2 separate regions of the Mus musculus genome follow, and region 1 is linked to region 2. The links are chromatin contacts, called in public Hi-C maps. All regions are on one chromosome and are shown on one strand. Each heading gives the region's core, a stretch centred on a gene start, on an enhancer-like site or on the middle of the called end of the contact. The rest is flanking DNA. Distances are from core to core; before and after follow the strand shown. Region 1 overlaps Lrba (LPS-responsive beige-like anchor). Region 2 holds the start of Mab21l2 (mab-21-like 2).

Region 1 (6,817 bases), core at 2,892-5,391, 57 kb before region 2:
AAATACAAGCACCATGCCATAGGCCTTCTTCATATGTACTGTGAACTACCACTCTCCAAAAATGAGTTATGTCCTGGCAGTAACCTTGGGCCCTGGAGTCAGGCTTACTGGCTCAGAATATTACTTACACAGAAGGGACTGTCACTGCTTCCATCATTAAATTCATTATTGTTGCTGAATGTGACAAACGTTCGCTCATTCACTGTAATAGATTCCTCTGTATGAACAAAGCACATTACTGATTTTCCTGATGCTAATGAGCTTGCTTTCAGTTTGAGCCTATTATATAGACAGTACTCATATGAACACTGCTATGCACACTTTGTGGTAAATATGAACAGGTGTATCTGTAGGACCTGTATTTAGGACTAACACAGCTGGATTATAGGGCATGTAGGATTTGCTGATGTGAAGTCTTTGTTTTCAGAGTCTCCAAAGTGCCTGTACCAATTTACATCCTTTGTATGCAACATTCCATTCACTTTACATCTGAATAATACTTGGATATTATTTATTTTTTCTGGGTTTTGCCATGTTGATTAAAATATAGTGGTATCACTTAGAAATACATGCCTTTTTCCCCCAAGTCCAAAGCATAAATGAAACTTTCTGATAATGTGCATCTGCATGTGTGTGTGTGTGTGTGTATGTGTGTTTGTTCATGTACACACAAATGCTTTTGGAGAGAGATAGAAACCTTTTTCTTATAGTATTTGCAAATATGTTCTTAAAGGGATACTACACCTGTTTATGTTATGATTCAGTTGACTAAAAATAAAACACAACTCTAACAACCATCATTTATTAAGAAACAAAAGTCAGAAGGGACCATTTCAAAACAAATACAAATATGAATACGTCCTAGTTAGCAAGACTTTAATCAGAATATTTCTTTTATTTGTTTGTATTTTCAGTTAACACAGTACCTGGTCTGAGGTAATCCAAAACTGGTTCCCACACCAACACGAGGTAGATAGTTCACCACTTTCTTTACTGTGGCAGGGTCTGGGAAGTTGAACATTACAGCAACTACAACAAGTAAGTTTTAAAAATTAGAATATAATAAAATTCTTCTTGGAAAAATGACTGTTTTTTTTTTAGGGGGAGGAGGGGACAGGGTTTCTCTGTATAGCCCTGGCTGTCCTGGAACTCACTCTGTAGACTAAGCTGGCCTCAAACTCAGAAATCCGTCTGCCTATGCCTCCTGAGTGCTGGGATTAAAGGCGTGCGCCACCAATGCCCGGCAGAAAAATGACTTCTTAATTCAATAGAATGTTTACTCTTGGTTCAAGTATCTCAAATACAATCAATAGTACATTCTAATGTTGTAGTAATAATCTTCTACAGGTCATATTTGTTTCATTCAAAGACTATGTTGTCATACACAAGAATTTCAACGTATTTACAGAAAAAGTAAAAATTTTCTCCTTGCATAACATGAAGTTGAGATTATATAGGAACAAGTGTGAAAATACGTATTCAATGTTCAGAACTCCAATATCTCTGCATGAGCTTCTACAACTATTTAAAATAAAACTAAATTTAAATTAAAATTTAAAGTTACATACCTATTATTAAAAGCTACAAATATAGCTAAGGAATAATCTATTCTATATCAAGTAATGACCCATTAGAAGTCAATTTTCTTTATAATATTTTCATGTTTTTATTTTGCATATTAATGTCAACTAACATTTGTGTCTAGAAATAATAGTTTTCACTATGGCTCTTAAGCAGACTAAAAATGCTTTCTAATAATTTAGACAATTACACATGGACTACAGCATCAAGAATCAACTAGCAATAAAATATATTTGGTATGCTAATTTGAAAAGTCATATGAAATACTTACCTATCTTTAAAAAAGATAGTCATAAAATGATAAAATTTATAAGATATTACTTTGTTTAGTCTCAAACTCTTACTTATATATTAACAGTATCAGAAACACATGTATGCTACAAACTCATCCAGAAGGTAGTCTTCTGCTTGGTCAAAAAATACTCAAGGTGAAAAAAAATTCACTGTGTTGCTGTAGCTTTTAAACAATGGATTTTTTTAAACAAGTTTATAAACAAAGAAAGTTATAAAAATGCAAAGCTGCTGCTGCATGCAACCTTATTGCAATCAGTATATCATTCCTGTGGCAATTTCTGTCACATTATATTATAAATATAATTTTTCGATAGAAACTGAATGATTTAAAAACTCAAAATAAACAAACAAAAACCCCAAGTCTTTAAGCAAATAACAGCTCACTGGCCAAGCACAAGGATACAAAGTATCCTGTAATGCTATGTACAGGTAGTGTTGAATTAGGGCTTCCTTAGAACCTACTCTTATGTTCAATGTTGGGGAGGAAAGAAAGAATAAACCACTGTAGGTTCTATCAGAAGACCTAGCTACGAGGAGAGATGACAGAAAACACACAAACTCAAGGGTGTCTACAGAAGTCTAAGGAAGGAAAATGCAGGAAGACAAGCAAGTGACCAATGCTGGAAGGTCGCCACTACTTCTGGACAAGGCAGACTGAAATAAAGTGTAAACTAACCTCTCAGTTACTCATCTAGAGGACTAATGCTTGCATTAGTAAAAAGTTGTGTGGGTTGTATAGGAGCTTATAAAAAAAGAAAAAGCTTGCCCCCTAAATGTGCTTATAATATCTGTCAACATATGCTAATAAGCAGGGAGAAATGCATGCATAGATGTTTTTATGTGAAGATTTAAAACATGGAGATTATAGAACAAATAAAAAAAAACATCAGCCTACATATATACAAATTAGAAATGTAACAAAGACCCCAAGTTTTATATATTTTCCCTTGTGCGACTCAACTCATAAACTACATTTTTCCTTCAAGTTCAACTTCTCTACCCTTGCAGTCTTGATGTATCTCATCCAGTTACATTTTAAATCCACAAGCAAAACTTTAGCTCAACTTTTAAAAATGGGACAAATTAGTAATTTTTTTGACTTTTAATATAAATAGCAATAGGTTAGATAAAAGACAAAGTTAATACATTAATCATTTGTTGTATTTTGTCCCCAAATATAGCCACTTATTAGAAGTAATCAAGTAAATACTATAGACATGGAAACTCCACAGCTGATTCAATAGTTAAACCACAGAATATTCATATTTATAGAGCATTGCACCAATTTGTGAAATAGTCAGGAAAACAAAAGACCTACAAATTATTCTAAAAATGATTGGAGGGGAAGGGAATAAAAATCACATGACAGTCGGTAAGATCTAAGCGATGAGGTCAACAGGGCAGAGGGTAAACTACAGATCCGATCTAAATAGAAACAATATGGTGTGTTCAAAAATGACATCCCAAATCGGGGTAAGTTAGTTCTTTAACAATGTACTTCTGTAACGTATTACCTCTGTTTGCCATAAAGATCTCCAGAGCTGTATTTTGCAAAAGATAACGGCGAGAAAAGATTGATCTTATCTCTGTGAACAGCCATTTTCCATGCAGACCTTCTGTATATGCCAAGATCTAGTGAGAGAAAAGATAACCCCAATTAAGTCACAGTATTCCGTTCTGCTAGAGCTGTTTCCCTCCAATTAAAATAGAAAAGGCTCTATTAAAAATTTCTAAGAAAAATAACGTAATAGATAATGAAATAGTTTGAAAGGAAAGGAAGAAAATGGGTTGTAATTAGTGAAAGGGCAACTTAGACGAAAACGTAGAGTGCCATTAGTAAATTCTTACTGACGATTACAAAGTAATCTATTCTCAGGAAATTTATGTAGCCTTATTTACTCATCAATTTTAAAATCTTTTTAGAGAAACAACGTTTCAGACGAAGCTTCAAAAGTAAGAATTCAAATATATGACATATGTTTTTGGCCACTTCTAGCAATGGATTTTTACATATGTGACTACAATTTTCCCAGGGGTGTCTTTTACCTGCTTTAAAAAATGCGTGTTAGCTCACTGGTAAGGTTAAAAAAATCTGAACACCTAAAGATTAACTGTAGAAGGGGTTAAGTATCATTTTGTCAGTCAAAGCTAAACACAACCCTGCAAATTAAGCTCAGTGTAATCTCTCCGTGGAGTGGGTGGCTGTCAGAGTAACTTGTTCCAATTCCTGTCATCCCATGTGACAGACACAGTTGCTTAAAATGCTTTGCCAATTCCAGGTAATCCTGCCTTTAGTTTTAAGCCACTCTGTTGCCTTGTTATTCAAGGTTTGTTTCCAAAAAAGACCATTTCAAAAGCGTAATTATGAGAGTCTGAAAGATTCAGCATGTCTCCAAGAAAATAAAATGTCGTCCTATCAAGCGCTGGTAAAAACTCTATGAGCTCAGTTAAGTTAAAAATTAAGATGAATTTCTGTAACTCAAGTCCCACTGAACAATACAAATGAACCAACTTGTGATTATGATACTGTGTGACAGGGGCAAAGATGGAATGGACATGAAGAAAAAACGAGCAGTGGTGGCCGACCCCACACCCCATCTGCTCACATCCACTTCCCAGGCCTGGACCTATAGTAACCTATATTCTTCAATGCACAATGCAGTTTCTTAGAAACAAAACAAAACAAACAAACAAACAAACAAACTTATTTCATTCAGTTACTTTTTTCAACTTTTCTATAAGAAGTACTGTTTCTGATATATGGGAAGTTAGAAAACAGATACAACTTTGAAAATTTCTACAAAATCCTCGAAGAACCAGACAAGTCCTCATTGCTCAATTGCTAAATTTATTTGGCAATAAATGTTGTATTTCTCATTTCCACAACAAATACTAGGGCAAACAAAACCCAGAGAAAGAAACAGAAAGGACAGATGGGGGGCGGGGAGGTTGTTTGTTTTGTTCTGAACTTCCTGTTTCCCTCTCTGCCAGCAGCATCTAGAATTCAGTTCTCACCTTTCCCACAACTGGAGATTTTCTCTTTATATCCTCTAGCAAACCCAACCACTCCAGACACCCCAAACTTTCTTTGTACCATCTCAAGTTATAATAGGTACTTGCTGGATTCTCACCTCTCCTGCTTTAGAGGTCAGAATCTCAGTTTTAGTTCAGGTTTTCTACAACCTTAACAATGGCATGAAAAATCATTTTTAAAATATGAGTCTAGTCTGGTAGCCTAAGCCCCACAATGGCGCCAATGCTTTGCTTTGCTACTCTCTCCGTCTCCCTCTTCTCATCTCCCCTTCTCTCCTTCTGTTTCTTGCATGAAATGGGTCACAAATGATATCTTTTGAGAATTTTGATTAGTGGGAAATATTGAGAAAATGGCTCTTTACATACATAAATATTCAGTTTTCTGATTTATTAGGAAAAGTAAGTAGTTGTATTTACTAATTTAAAATAAATAATCATTTATTATCTGATTTCTATGCACATGAGATTACCACCCTGCATTTGTCTAAACAATATATTGTTAAGAATATATTATGCATTATAGATTTTATATACTTAATATATTTAATGATTCTAGTCATAAGTAAAATGAGACAAGGTAAAGACTTGCTAGATATTGAAACAGTCTCTTCACAAGTTAGTGGCAGAGTCTAGTCTACTCCAAGTTTTCAAATCCCAAGGTCCAGAGCTTCCATTACAATCCACATTGTCATGCTCTTCAAAGGCATTTTACAGGCAGGAGTGCGCTGCACACATAAATCGCAGGACCCAGAAGGCTGAGGATTGTGAAGTCAAGGCTTCTCTAGCCTACAACTCAATGGTCTGTCTCTAAAGGAAAAGGGGCTGTGATTAAAGTAGAACTTGAACTCATAGAAATCTCAATAAACTATATTTCTTGTCCTTTATTTAGATTAACACTGAAAGGAGAGAACCAAAAGAAACGACAGAGTCCTATACGTGCCGTGGCATGTGAGAAGTGTCGTACTCTGGTGTGAAAGTTCCATGTCTCTTAAGCATAGAAGTCTCTGGTGCATCTTCCTGCACAGACATGCTCACATGGCCTGAGCTACCTCACTCTAGAGTCTCCATTCATTAACAGAAACAAGTATGCTAACATGCTGCTCTTAACATTTTTAATATACACTGGTAGGTCTAGGATTCACCAAAATTCCACATGTATTCTATTGACCTAAACCACAGTGCCATCCTCCTTTAAAATGTGTTTTATTCTAACAAATATAATTGAAAATTCCACTAAATGACATAAGCCCCATGTATACTCAATCTTATAAAATCTTACACTTTTGTCAAGTTGTTGATAAATTTAAAAATTAAAGCAGTACAGTATTGAAATCCCTGCACCTAACATTCCTGATGCACTTTTCCTTTCCTATAGCCCATCACTATCTTTGAGGTTTATCATTCATACATATGTTTCGATTACCTAATACATATTTCAAAAACATTGAAGCCAATGTTGCAATCTATGTGTCCAAACATGATATAAACAGTGGTATACTGAAAGAGTATCAAGGTGTGCTTCCAAAGTTAAATATAAAGTCTCATAGTATTTTCAAACTCAGAAAAACACAGAATTATGTACAACTGTCTAGAGACACAATTTTTAAAATCTTTTTTAAAAAAAGTCTAATTTAAACGAAAGTAGCAAATGGAAATACTGCTATAGTCAACGTGTAGCTTAAAATAGAAATGGAGACTCCCCTAACTAAAGAATTTCTACCTGAAATTGTGATAATAACATTTCTTGAAAGTATTCATTAGGAAGATATGTCAGCTCTGGAAAGCAGCCGAAGCCTGGCTGAACACAAGGTTCATTTCTTACTGGAACAAGAGTTGTGTGCCTGGTCTGAGGCTTCACTTCAAAGTCTCTAGAGTTCAATTAAAACTGGATTAGGTAGAAGCAGACCCT
Region 2 (7,045 bases), core at 1,959-4,458:
CATGCTGATATTGGCACTGCCTAAACCAAACAAACAAGATGTTTAACAGTCAAATAAAATGTCCTGCAGTCTCCCTAATGAATTTGTCAGGGACCATCAGATTTCACTCCCCCTCCTTTGCCTCATTAACTCAAGTATGATGAGACGGATTATAACAAGAGAATACAGATCAATCGGTCTGAAGACTTGAAGTGGCTTTTAGCCTCTAGAGTTTCTTTCTCTCTTGGTCTCCTTAATAGAACACCGCATCTCCTGCAGAAGGAGCTGCCACTTCGTTTTAATACACCATCAAGGAGCTGCTGATGGACTTCTACACCAACATACATAAAAGCAGAGGTGACAGGGGCTCTTCAATTATAGCCTCCTCAGATACCGTTTCCCCCTTCAATTATTCAACCAGGGATAGGAGCCGCAAACAGCAGAAGCTGCCTGCTCTCAGCCAAGGCAGTGGAGAGAGGTAAGGGGGAGGGGTGCAGTGTTTGCTGGAAGTGTTTAAGTTTATTGCTCGAATGATGTTTCTAATTAGCACCACAGCGATAAATTAAAGTCGCCTTTGTTTAACTGATTTATTATTTACTAGAGCATCTACCTTAGACAGGGTAAATTGGTAATGAATTGTTTTTAAATCAAAACATTTGTAACGTTTTATCATCCTTGCCTCTAGGAAGAGAAGTGGAGAAACGGTGGACAAGGGTGTGAGGAAACTTGCTCAAGCTGGCAGAGGTGAATGCAGTGGGTGCGCGTGTCCTGTAGCTTGAAGACGTGGCAGGCCGAGCTGAGACAGCCAGAATTACAAGGGTTCGCACAGGCGTCTCTGGCCACATGCATGCTGCAGATCTGGCCCCTGGAGGATGTGGAGGAACTCTGCACCTGGGCCTTGCCACCAGTCCCCGCCCGCCCAGCACTGCCTGTGGGATTTGTTCCAAGCTTCTTTTCCCTGTGGTCCCATACTCCACGGGAGTACACCCCTCTGGCCTGTAACACCTCCAAGGCAGGGACTATAGAACGCACTAGTTACCCGGCTACATGGCATGGTCTGGGTCCTGCAGCACCAAAGCCTCCCTGACCAGCGGGAAACCGCTGGCCGCAGCTAGCCGCCTAGTAGTGCATTCACTCTTAGGAACGCCCATGAAACTACTGTCCCAGAGGCTCTCTGATGCTTACTTTGCAAGGTTCTTCCCAACTCCTCGCTACTTAAAACGGCCCCCAAGCGATAAATCCCGCTTGGTTTAAAAAAGAAAAACCCAAATACTCTTTAGAAAGGAGCTTTAGCATCAAGGTGGAGGCGGGTCAAGTCTCCAGCCCTCCGGACCACCAAAGACTAAGAACGAATGAAGGGGTAGGGATCCAAGCATCTCATGCCCAGTAGAAAGAAACATTAGCTCTCTCGGTAGCAACTGAATTCAGGTTCTGGTAGGTTTCAAAAAATGCAAGTCAAGCTCTCCTACGGGGTTTTACAAAAGTTATACACAGCTTTTTAAAAAAAAAAAAAAACGGGCTAAAGATTTTATTTTCCCTATGCATAACCCACGGCTTAAATATTATCTGCCAAATCAACCTAAAAATAGCCCTTAACTACCTGAGTGTATTAAAACAACTGAGAGCCCTGGCATCTTAAATTCTGAGATAAACTCCCAGTAGCAAGTGAATCACCTTGCTGCAGCCCTTGTTTTTCCAAAAGTCCTACGAGGCAGCAATCACACAGCTTGTTAAGGATAACACATATTCTAAGGAACAAGAGCGACTGAGTTTTAGTGGGATGCAGGGGAGGAGGAAGGCCATCTGGGTAATCAATAACAGTAAAGTTATAGATTTTTATCCCAGTCAACTCCTTTAAAAGCAAGAATCAATTATGAAAATAAAATTATTCTAAACCAGTACTGCCCAAGAATATGTTCACAATTAACGTCACAGTATTTAAAAAATTAAGAAAACCTGAATTCAGGCTCATTTTTTTCCTTCATTTTAATTTAAGTCTAAACTATTTTGGTAGCTTATTTCAATCAGCAAGTATAACCAAGTAATGTATGCTAATATATAAACTTACAGTTTCTCAAAACTCACATATTTTCTCTCTAGTTATTGGTAAATTCCTATAAGAGTAAAATAATGACACAAAGATAGCTAAATCTAAATTATGAAATAAGGATCAAAAACATATCTGGAGTAGTTTTTGTCCTGTTCTGTATTTTTAACAGCATATGGAAATTACTAACAAGAGATTTATGGTTATAGACTGTCATCCTATCCCCTCCTTTACACATACACAGCAATTCTCCAGCTCTTGGCAACAATGGGATGGGAGGGAAAGAGAAGGGGGGGGGGACTACAAAATTTAAGTCCTTTCTTAAGCTCCCCTTCCTGCTCTCATTTGCCTTCAAGCCAAAGACAGTTTGTTAGAGTCTGCACCTTCTGCAGAATGTTCAGAGACTTAAAACCAAAAGTGAAGCTCACTGAAAGCACTACTACTTTGCAGGAATTGATCCAGCCATACCCAGAGAAGAATCCCTTCTATGAAGACTCTCCTCCTCACTGCAACGGTAAGAAAAGAGGATAAAAAAGAAAATGGGACTATGAAACGAGTGAGAGCATTTGGCTTCTGTCTAGTCCCATTTTCTCACCCCCCACGCCCCCTTTATCAAGTGCAGTGTGGTGGCTGCTGAGGTCCCAAGCTTGTCCTCTCTCTCTCTTTCTCTCGGATTGGCTAAAGCACTGACAGCTTGCATAGGGATTGTAGGAACTGAAGCTCCACCCCTTCACGGTGGCCCAGAACCATTCATAAACTAAGGAGAGAGAGAGAGAGAGAGAGAGAGAGAGAGAGAGAGAGAGAGAGAGAGAGAGAGAGAGAGAGAGAGAGAAGTGTGGGGGGCAGGTATCAGAGGACAGGGGGATGAGGTAGAGACTGCAAACGCAACCCAGAGGAGAGGAAAAACCCGGACTCCTTAGACCTGCACACCAGATACAACGTAAGCAACGATTTAGTCACACTAAAATAGATTTTGCTAGGGCCAAAAGTATAAATAACGAGGCAGAAAAGAATATCAAACAACTTGCAGCAGTTTGCACCTAGAGAAAGGCAGGAAGAACCCACCACAAACAAACCAACCCAATCCAAACAACGCCTCCAGTAGGAAGCCAGGAAAACTGCTACGACACAACCCCCTGAGAAGAGAGGAGACTAGCACGCTGAGACCGCGCGGGGCGTCTGCAAACCTCAGAGTGCGCTGCGGCCTGAGCTGTACTTCGCTGCTCTCCGGGCATTAATTACATCCTTCACTTTCCTTTTGGGGGAGGGTAAGGAAGGCATCACCTACGCTGAGCGAAGGCGTCCAACCATCGAGGGAGAAGTTTCAGAATGAACCACTGAATGTTTTTGTCTTATTTTTAAATTTACTTTGGCACTTATAAGACTTCATTTCCAGATATCTGGGCAATCGTGGCTGCTGCGGACATCTAAGCCTAGCCTCTTGGTAACCTAGTTTTTTCTCTCTCACGATTTCATCCATCTCTCCCGCACAAGGAGAGGCTCGTCTTTATTTTTGCAGGTACTTTCCCCCCTAAATAATATTATTTCTAATTTTCTGCGGAAGAAAGAAAAGAAAATTCCAAAGAGGGAAAAGAAAAGGCCAGCCGGCTATATCATCAGCCGGTCAGCCCAGGTGGAAAGCAAGAGTGAAATTGGGGCTTCAGGGGGAACGCACCGCCTTTCCACAGCCGCAGGGCCACCACCAGTGCGTGAGCCTTGGATCCCTCAACGTATTGCGAGACGCCGGTGTACAGCCCGGACCTGTGCCCCAACATGATCGCCGCTCAGGCCAAGCTGGTTTACCAGCTCAATAAATACTACACCGAGCGCTGCCAGGCGCGCAAGGCTGCGATCGCCAAGACCATCCGAGAAGTCTGCAAGGTAGTGTCGGATGTGCTAAAGGAAGTGGAGGTGCAAGAGCCCCGCTTCATCAGCTCTCTGAGTGAGATTGACGCCCGCTACGAGGGGCTGGAGGTAATCTCGCCCACCGAGTTCGAGGTGGTACTCTACCTCAACCAGATGGGAGTCTTCAACTTCGTGGACGACGGATCTCTGCCCGGCTGTGCCGTGCTCAAACTAAGCGATGGGCGGAAGCGGAGCATGTCTCTTTGGGTCGAGTTCATCACAGCGTCTGGCTACCTTTCTGCGCGCAAGATCCGCTCGCGTTTCCAGACACTAGTAGCCCAGGCGGTGGACAAGTGCAGCTACCGGGACGTGGTCAAGATGATCGCCGACACTAGTGAGGTCAAGTTGCGCATCAGGGAGCGCTACGTGGTGCAAATCACCCCAGCGTTCAAGTGCACCGGGATCTGGCCTCGCAGCGCGGCACAGTGGCCTATGCCCCACATCCCCTGGCCCGGCCCCAATCGGGTGGCGGAGGTCAAGGCCGAAGGGTTCAACTTGCTCTCCAAGGAGTGCTACTCGCTGACTGGCAAGCAGAGCTCCGCAGAAAGCGACGCCTGGGTGCTGCAGTTCGGTGAGGCGGAGAACCGCTTGCTGATGGGCGGCTGTAGAAACAAGTGCCTCTCGGTGCTGAAGACGCTGCGGGACCGCCACCTGGAGCTGCCTGGCCAGCCGCTCAATAACTACCACATGAAGACGCTGCTGCTGTACGAGTGCGAGAAACACCCGAGGGAAACGGACTGGGACGAGGCTTGCTTGGGCGACCGTCTGAACGGCATCCTGCTACAGCTCATCTCCTGCCTGCAGTGCCGCCGCTGCCCTCACTACTTTTTGCCCAACCTCGACCTCTTCCAGGGTAAGCCCCACTCGGCCCTGGAGAGCGCTGCCAAGCAGACCTGGAGATTGGCCAGGGAAATCCTCACCAATCCCAAAAGCTTGGACAAACTATAGAGTGCTGCCGACTGCGTGGAAAGCAACATAAATGGGCATGCTCTCCCAGAACACACAACAACAGCAAAAACTCGAAACACAAACTTTTATGTAAATCACCTGAAAGAACGGGAGTAGGCAGAAGACATCCTAATTAAGAAGCAAACAAAAGAGGGCAAACCAACCAACCCCCCCACCCCAAAAATAACATTCTTGCACAAAAATGATCGTTTCCTTCCAAACAATGTGAATTTAAAGATCGCACAAAAGAAGCAATCCGGCTTTGCGAACACAAAATGAAACCCAAGGTACATTTTTCAAATCAATGTATAGTAGCTTCCCTTCTTTTCCTTCTTTACGCCCGCCCCTCCTTGTTTTGGGTTGCTTGCGTGATTGTCACCAAGTGAAAATAATTATTTAACTATATGTGAAATTTCTTTTACAAAGTTTTACTGATGTGAAATGTGTCTCAGTGCCAATGTCAATGTGCCCCTGCCTCCTCCTTTTGCACCCCTAACCCCCGCCCTAAAATGTCTTGTTGAAACCAGTAAACCAGTAATAAAAATATTACTTTACATTGTAATTGGCTGCTTGCGGATTGTTCTTGAATGAAGGCAGATGAGATCACTTTCTAACTTACAAGATGTGAACTTGAACTAAATACAGGAAGCTTCCATTTGAACTCTGATTTGCAAACTTTAAAATACAGCATATTCTGGAGAATTAATTATATAAATCTCCCCCAAAATCCTTAGTAAAAAGTAAAATAAGTATTTTACTCAATATAACACATATTTTATGTTAATAGCAATATTTAAAAAAGAAAAGTGTGAAACAATATATTGTTAATCCTAAAATTTAAAATAATAAAAAAGCCTATTTAAAATTATATCAGGATTTTTTTAATGCTGTAAGGTTTTTTAAAATCTAGTTCTAAATGTTTTTAAAATTGCTTTTAAAGAATGAAGTCATGTCATGCTCTTTCTTCAACTATTCTTTTTAAGTTTCAACTAGTAATAATAAATAAAATTAGCAAGAAAATCAAAGACACCAAAAATAATAAAATAGTCACTGCAATATTTCTCTCCTCTAGCAACTGGTAATATGAACAATTCAGATTTATAACTACTTTGGTTTTTTAATGATTTAGTTATGAATGCAATAAACAGTATCATTTTAATTAAATTTCAAAAATTATTTTGAATCTACCTATATATAAAGGTCTTAAAACTATTTTATGACCTAAATAATTACTCCAAAAATTTAGAAATAGGAAAAGCACCTTCCATATTCTGCTTTCTCAGGTAACAATCCCATAGACTCATTTCAATGTTTCAACTCTGATAAGATTTCTTTTACATGCAATAAAATAACTGTTTGGAATAAAAAATAATTAGGAAAACTGAAAATATCCTAAAGAAACTGGTTTGTTTTCTGGCCAAAGGACAAGATTTGACCATGTGAAGTAAAGGAACAGAATATGTTAAATACTACCTCTAATATTTAAATTTTATTTTTTAAATTCATCTATTTTTTAATCTATAAGTGAAAGATATAGAAGAAAATGTTGTACAAGGCAGTATTCAGAGGAGAAGTCTGGGTGGGGGAGGGGCGCGTGGGGCTAAGAACAGGAGGACTAAGATTACTGAGCCCTGGGAAGCTCCCAGGGCTCTGAAGCACCAGGTCACTTGACAGAACAGGCATAAGCTCAGGCTGCCCTGGGAAAAGTAATTCTGTGTCAAAAATATAAGCTTAGGGGCTACCTACTTTGAAAATACCTTTGACCTTTCAATGTACTTAGTACCGGGTGTGTGTCTGTGTGTGTGTGTGTCTGTGTGTGTGTGTATGTTGTGTCTTCTTGTAAAAATAAAAACAAACTCATTAATTCAGTGCACTCACTAATTATTTTGAACAATAAAACAATTTATCCTCTTAAGGAGAAGGTCTGAATTTTAAGAAAATTTTCAAAGGAGTATGTTTGAAAATATAAAGCAATAGCTACTCAGAGGTGTACACAAATCATTTAAAGCACAGTATTTGGTGTAAAAGGTTAAAATGCTTTCTTAAAAAATGACTCATGCACAAGAAAAAGCATGTGTAGCACGGAACAGCGCTTCTTCCAACTACTTATGAAAAAGTTACTAAGTATTGACAAGAAAAAACAACCCAATTTGATATCCTCACATC

What was found. Hi-C and Micro-C count contacts between places; a contact is called where the count stands out from the background.
Region 1: a contact with region 2 is called in a Hi-C map of the N1E-115 cell line, with 4 times the contacts expected there. The contact joins the enhancer-like site here to the promoter of Mab21l2 in region 2. A contact is called at or near these places in 4 of 39 promoter capture datasets (embryonic stem cells, liver and macrophages), 1 of 484 Hi-C or Micro-C datasets (the N1E-115 cell line), 2 of 115 datasets of contacts at active chromatin or transcription factors (both in embryonic stem cells) and 4 of 9 other capture datasets (adipose tissue, embryonic stem cells, liver and 1 more).

Annotation. Positions count from the first base shown.
Region 1 is chr3:86,602,560-86,609,376 of GRCm38.p6, reverse strand. It overlaps Lrba (LPS-responsive beige-like anchor), which reads right to left. Exons shown (of 57, transcript NM_030695.2): 41 at 3,390-3,507; 42 at 927-1,029. Among named protein-coding and RNA genes, the nearest start is that of Gm31677, 54 kb to the right of the region's middle. Within about 2 kb of position 4,141, at least 6 of the 459 cell types and tissues checked have an H3K27ac peak or open chromatin away from gene starts, as enhancers often do. A contact at or near this core is called in the N1E-115 cell line, where this site is marked.
Region 2 is chr3:86,544,446-86,551,490 of GRCm38.p6, reverse strand. Mab21l2 (mab-21-like 2) reads left to right here and starts at 3,208. Exons shown (of 1, transcript NM_011839.4): 1 at 3,208-5,441. The coding sequence starts at 3,800. The coding sequence ends at 4,879. All of the region lies in intron 40 of Lrba (LPS-responsive beige-like anchor), which reads right to left. Gm31677 (a long non-coding RNA gene) reads left to right here. Exons shown (of 5, transcript XR_375777.3): 1 at 1-457; 2 at 665-723; 3 at 2,477-2,540.